Regions from separate parts of the Capra hircus genome. Here region 2 is linked to region 1. A link is a contact called in public Hi-C data. All regions are on one chromosome and are shown on one strand. The core of a region is the stretch at or near the end of the contact, and the rest is flanking DNA. Distances in the headings are between cores, read along the strand shown.

What was found. A called contact is a pair of places that touch in the nucleus more often than the background predicts.
Region 2: a Hi-C map of blood shows a contact between it and region 1, with 4 times the contacts expected there. The contact joins two enhancer-like sites. A contact is called at or near these places in 3 of 5 Hi-C or Micro-C datasets (all in blood).

Annotation. Positions count from the first base shown.
Region 1 is chr25:7,740,443-7,743,465 of ARS1.2, forward strand. No RefSeq gene overlaps it. Among named protein-coding and RNA genes, the nearest start is that of C25H16orf72, 24 kb to the right of the region's middle. Within about 2 kb of position 1,404, at least 2 of the 5 cell types and tissues checked have an H3K27ac peak or open chromatin away from gene starts, as enhancers often do.
Region 2 is chr25:7,803,276-7,806,298 of ARS1.2, forward strand. No RefSeq gene overlaps it. Among named protein-coding and RNA genes, the nearest start is that of TRNAG-CCC, 25 kb to the right of the region's middle. Within about 2 kb of position 1,631, at least 1 of the 5 cell types and tissues checked has an H3K27ac peak or open chromatin away from gene starts, as enhancers often do.

The DNA of each region.
Region 1 (3,023 bases), core at 154-2,653:
AAAAGAGAGGATTTGGACTGCCAGGACATATACGGCCACTGTAGGGCAGAGCTGGAGTGTGCTGAGAAAGCAGCGTGAACTATCCACAGCGCTATCAACAGTCTCAGGGCGTTCACAGGAGGTAATACAGAAACGGTCATTACACACCTTTGAAAAGATGCTGAAAACAAGGTCCTACTATGTAGCACAGGGAACTGTATCCAATCCTCTGGGATAAACCGTCTGGAAAAGTATATAGATATGTTGAATGTATGCCAAGTCCCTTCAGTCGCGTCTGACTCTTTGCGACCCTGTGGACTGTAGCCCACCAGGCTTCTCTGTCCATGGGATTCTCCAGGCAAGAAACTGGAGTGGGTTGCCATGCCCTCCTCCAGGGGATTTTCCCAACCCAGGGATTCAACCTGTATCTCTTATGTCTCCTGCACTGGGAGGCGGGTCCTTTACCAGTAGCGCCACCTGGGAAGCCCACATATATATTCAAATAGAATGTATATATGTGTATAACGGAGGCACTTTGCTGTTCAGCAGAAATTAGCACAACATTGTAAGTCAACTATACTTTAATCAGAAAAAAAAAAAAAAAAAAGGAAAGAAAGGAATTTGCTGGTGGCTCAGTGGATAAGAGTCCATTTGAGCCCTGGCCCAGGAAGACTCCACATGCCTCGGAACAACTAAGCCCACGCGCCACAACTACTGAGTCCTTTCTCTGGAGCCCTTCAACTGCAACTACTGAAGCCCGAGCACCCTGGCAACGAGAGAAGCCTCCACCCATGCACCACAGCTCGAGAGTAGCCCCCGCTCGCTGCAAGTCGAGAAAGCCCTCTCGCAGAAGGAAAACCCAGCACAGCCATAAATAAATAATTTTTTTTCCAAAGTCCTGTTCCATCCTCTTGCCCACACTTGGAAACAGATAATGTTATTATCTCGCTTTCCAGATGAGAAAATAGAAGAACTGAGTGGTCAAATAAGGAACCCTAGGTCACAGTTAATAAAAGGCAGATCTGGGCCTTCAAGCCCATCTCTGCCTGAGGCTAAGGCTTCTTTTTCCTCTTTTAAACATTAGACTAAAGGAGTGTTTTAGGTAAGTCAGGTATGGACGGGGTTGTCCCATTCAAGAAAACCTCAGAGCAGGAATGTCTTCAAGGTCTCACCACTGCCAGCATTTAGAGCTGGCCGCAGGTGGGTGGTGGGCTTCCCAGGTGGTGCTAGTGGTAAAGAACCGTTTGCTCCCTGAGTCGGAAAGATCCCCTGGAGGAGGGCATGGCTACCCACTCCAGTATTCTCACCTGGAGAATCCCATGGACAGAGGAGCCTGGCAGGATACAGTCCATAGGATCACAGAGTCAGACAAGGCTGAAGTGACTTAGCACGCATGCACAGCTGTATGGGGACTGCTGGTCTGGGCCCACGTCTGTGGCTTCACCTGGGTCAGACAGTCCCGGCCAAGAAGGCAGAGGCAGGATGAGAATGGAGGCCCAAACTGTGTGGAGCCCCTGGCCTCCTCCCCTCAAAGAACTCAGGGAGGCCAAGAACTGGAGGTATGAGCAAGTCAGCACAAAGCGGGCCGGAAACGGTGACTCAGCCCCCTGTCAGGATTCCCGGCTCCTCGGCCTGAGGGATGAGTCATCACCTTGACGCCCTCAACTGTCACACTTCTAACTCTCCCAGCCTCGCCTAGGATGCTGACGAAGGAAAGCTCCCTGCCCCCCCCCGGGCTGTTCCCCAGACGACCTTGAGTTCAAATTCAGTCAGGAAGGAAGGCCCACATCGTTTTCAGCACAGAAGGGGCTTCCCCTCCCTTGGGGCGATGCCAGGTGACAATTCCCAAGCAGGGTCCCAGGACTGGGCTGAGGATTCCTGGCCCCAACTCAGCGTATGCCTGTGTGTGTGCATGTAATGTATTTTTTTTTTAATATTTATTTATTTGGCTGCATGGAGTCTTAGTTTCAGCATGCGGGACTTTCAGTTGGGGCCTGTGGGATCTAGTTCCCTGACTAGGGATTGAACCCCAGACCCTTGTACTGGGAGCACAGAGTCTTAGCCACTGGACCACAAGAGAAGCCCCTAACGTGTTTTTTTTAATTGAGGTGAAGTTCATACAACATAAAATTAATGTTAACCATTTAAAGTGAACAATTCAGTGACTTCTAATACGTTCACATTGTCGTACAGCCATCATCTCTATTTAGTTCCAAGACATTTTTCAGCACCCTAAAGAACCTTGTATCCACTAAGCATTCACCCTCCATTCCTCCTCCTCCCAAACTCCTACAAACCACTAGATTTACCACTTCAGGACATTTCACATAAATGGAAGCTTACCATATGTGACCTTTCATGTCTGTTTTTTTTCACTTGTGATGTTTCTGAGGTCCATTCACATTGTGACATGCACCAGAACTTCATTGCTTTTTGAGGCAGGATATGGCTCAGACGGTAAAGAAACCCCTGCAATGAGGGCGACCTGGATTCGATCCCTGGGTTGGAAAGATCCCCTGGAGGAGGAAATGGCAACCCACTCCAGTGTCCTTGCCTGGAGAATCCCACGGACAGAGGAGTCCATGGGGTCATGAAGAGTCAGACACGACTGAGCAACTAAGCACAGCAGCACATTACTCCATCATAGGGACAGACCACACGTGTTTATCCCTTTATCAGTTTAAGCACATCCCTACGTTTTACACTCTAGACACATCGTGTGCCCCATCCCATCCTTGAGAGCTAATTCCAGGAAGCTCTGAGAGGGAGTGAAGTGAGACATGGAAGGGAGAAAAATGAGTGCAGGGTGCATTAATGGGCAGGGTACCAGGTTGGACTTTGGGGACTCTTCCCCTGGGGCTCCCCTGAGAGACTGTATGGGGTGGGCAACCAACCCCGTTCGCCACAGCTACTGAGCCTGTGCACCATAGAGGCTGTGCTCTGCAACAGAAGAAGCCACCGAATGAGAAGCTGGTGCACCGCAGTGAAGAGCGGCCCCTGGTTGCTGCAGCAAGAGAAAGCCTTCGTGCAGCACCTAAGACCCA
Region 2 (3,023 bases), core at 381-2,880, 63 kb after region 1:
GAAGGACTGATGCTGAAACTGAAGCTCCAATACTTTGGCCAGCTGATGTGAAGAGCTGACTCATTAGAAAAGACCCTGATGCTGGGAAAGATTGAAGGCGGGAGGAGAAGTGGACAACAGAGGATGAGATGGTTGGATGGCATCACCGACTCAATGGATTTGAGTTTGAGCAAACTCCGGGAGTTGGTGATGGGCAGGAAGGCCTGGCGTGCTGCAGTCCATTTGTTGCAAAATGTCACACACGACTGAGCGACTGAACAACCACAACAGGGAACTAGAGCCACATGCCAGAACTAAAGGTCTCACACGCTGCAACTAAGACCCAGTGCAGCCAAATAAATAAAAATAAAAGTAACAATAAATATTAAAAACATTTGAGGGACTTCCTTGGTGCTCCAGTTGCTAAGACTTCATGTTCCCAATGTAGAGGGTCCACGTTCATTCCCTGGTCAGGAAACTACATGCTGCAACTAAGACCTGGTAGTCAAATAAATAAATATTAAAAAAATATATTTGAATAAGTAGCTAATATTTAATAAGTTTAGAAAGTTAAATGTAAAACATAAGGAAAATATTCATGAATATTTAACCTCACAAGCATAGAAATGGGCAATATTTTTACTAAAAATAAAAGATTGATTATAGCATAAATTTAAACTTTTGTTCATCACCAATATAAACAAAATTGAAAGGAAAATGGGACTGTGACGAGTAATACACTAGAAAGGAGAAATGAAAAGATGAACAGAGAATTCAGAGGCAGAAATACAAATGACCGATCAATATATGAATAGGAAGTTCAACCCTACTTTGTGAAATTCACATTTTAAAAAGAGATATTGTGCTTTGTGTACAGTTTTTTTCCCCCTTGCCCCCGGCCATGCTGTTTGGCTTGTGGAATTTTAGTTTCCTGACCAGGGATCAAACCCAGACCCTTAGCAGCGAGACCACGGAATCCTAACCACTGGACTGCCAGAATTCCCTTGGATACAGTTTTGGAAAGATAAGTGGATCCTACTCAGCGCTGGGAAATCCAGGCTGATGTACATTCATACATGCTCCTGAGGGCAAACTTCCAATATTCCAAAAAATAAGTTTGCCATATATATCAAGATCTTTACAAATGGCCCTAGATTTTGATCCTGTAATTCTACTTCTAAACATTTACCCCAAGAGGGAAATAGTCAGAATTGTGGCAACTCCTTCTTAGGCAACAGTATCTTACTTGGAATAGAAGACACCAAGAAATAACATAACAGCCCAGTGATAGGGCATTGATTAAATGAATCTTATTAGTTAAATTAGGTCGGAAATTATGAAGCCTTTAGAAAGCATGCTCTTGAACACTATTTCAAGAAATGAGGAAATGCTCATAATATAGTAGGAAATACACACAGCATGATCTTAATTTGGCTAGAACAGTGCCTGGCAGCTGATGTGAGCTACTATCATTATTGGTAATGTCAAATGCCCAAATGAGCATTCATTCCTGCCTCAGTTGCACACGTGTGTGTTCCCAAGGCTCCTTGCCTGGCCTACCCTCTGTGAACCAGTTGGGGAAGGTTGTGGGGGGCGGCCCCGGCGCCTTTCCCCTGGGCAGGGCCCCAGACCAACCGAGGGCTCTGTTTCTGGCTGAGCACTGCCATCTAGAGGCTCCTGGCCCACAGCGCAGCGGTCCGCGCAGCTCACCGCCACCCCCGCAGCCACCCAACAATGGGGCTCGAGTGTCTGGTGTTCTCTCTTGTCTGCTGGGGGCGCTGCTTGGTCAGAGCTGGAAAAGACCCTGCAAGACTCCTTATGTCAAGATCTTTACAGAGATCCTTTGGGCCCATGTTTCTTAAACTGTGGTTCTTGAACCTGCACCGCTGGCCGCTGCTGGGAGACTTGATAGTAAAGATTCAGGGTACACCCCAACTTCCCTGAATCAGACTTTGCTGGAGGTGGGGTGGGCAAGGCTGCTGAAAATCTCGAATTTTAACATGCTCGCTGGGTGATTCTGATACATGTTGGAGTTTGAGAGCCATTGATCCAGACTGCTAATATTTTATAATTTAATAGGAGTGGGGGGCTTGGCACAGAGCCTTTAGCCTTTTCCCTAGTAACATACATCTAGATCTATTTTAGGAGGTTCCTTGACTCCAATGTAAGATTTTTTTTTTTAAAGAACAGTTTTAGGGACTTCCCTGGTGGTCCAGTGGGTAAGACTCCACGCTCCCAATGCAGTGGGCCTGGGTTCGGTCCGTGGTTGAGAAACCAGATCCTGAATGCTGAACTTAGTTCACATGCCATAAGTGAAACTCCTGCATGTGACAGCTAAGATCCATGCAGCAAAATAAATAAATAAGCTAAATAGGACAAAAAAGGCAGTTTCAGGTTCAAAGCAAGATTGAGAGGAGGTACAGGGGTTTCTCATATACCTTCCGCCCCCACCTCCTTACCAGAGCCTTTCCCATGATCAACATCCCGCCCAGAGTGGTACATGTGATGAACTTATTCTGACACATCCTAAATCACCTGAAGTCTATGTCAAGGCTCATCTGGCGGTGTACATGCTGCGGGTTTGGACATGGTATTAATATCATGACATGGATCCATCATTAGGTATCACACAGTGCTTCGCTGCGCCTCCCCCAACCCCCCTGTGCTCCTCCTATTGATTCTTAGCCCCCGACCACAACCCCAACCCCTGGAAACCACTGATCTTCTAAGTGTGACTCTACTGTTGATTTTCCTAAAATGTCATACAGTTAGAATCATCTCACCACATAGTGTGAAAAGTACATAGCTTTTCCACACTGGGTCTTTTCCCCTAATAATGTGTGTTTAAGATGTCTCCATCCTTTTCATGGATTGATAGCTCATTTCTTTTTAGTGTTGAATAATATTCTGCTGTCTGGATGTACCACGGCTTATGAATAAAGCTACTGTAAACATCCACGTGCAGGTATTTTGCGGGGACCAAAGTGTTCAGCTCCTTTGGGTAAACACCAAGGAGCGAGCTTGCTGGATCCTATGGTAAGAAT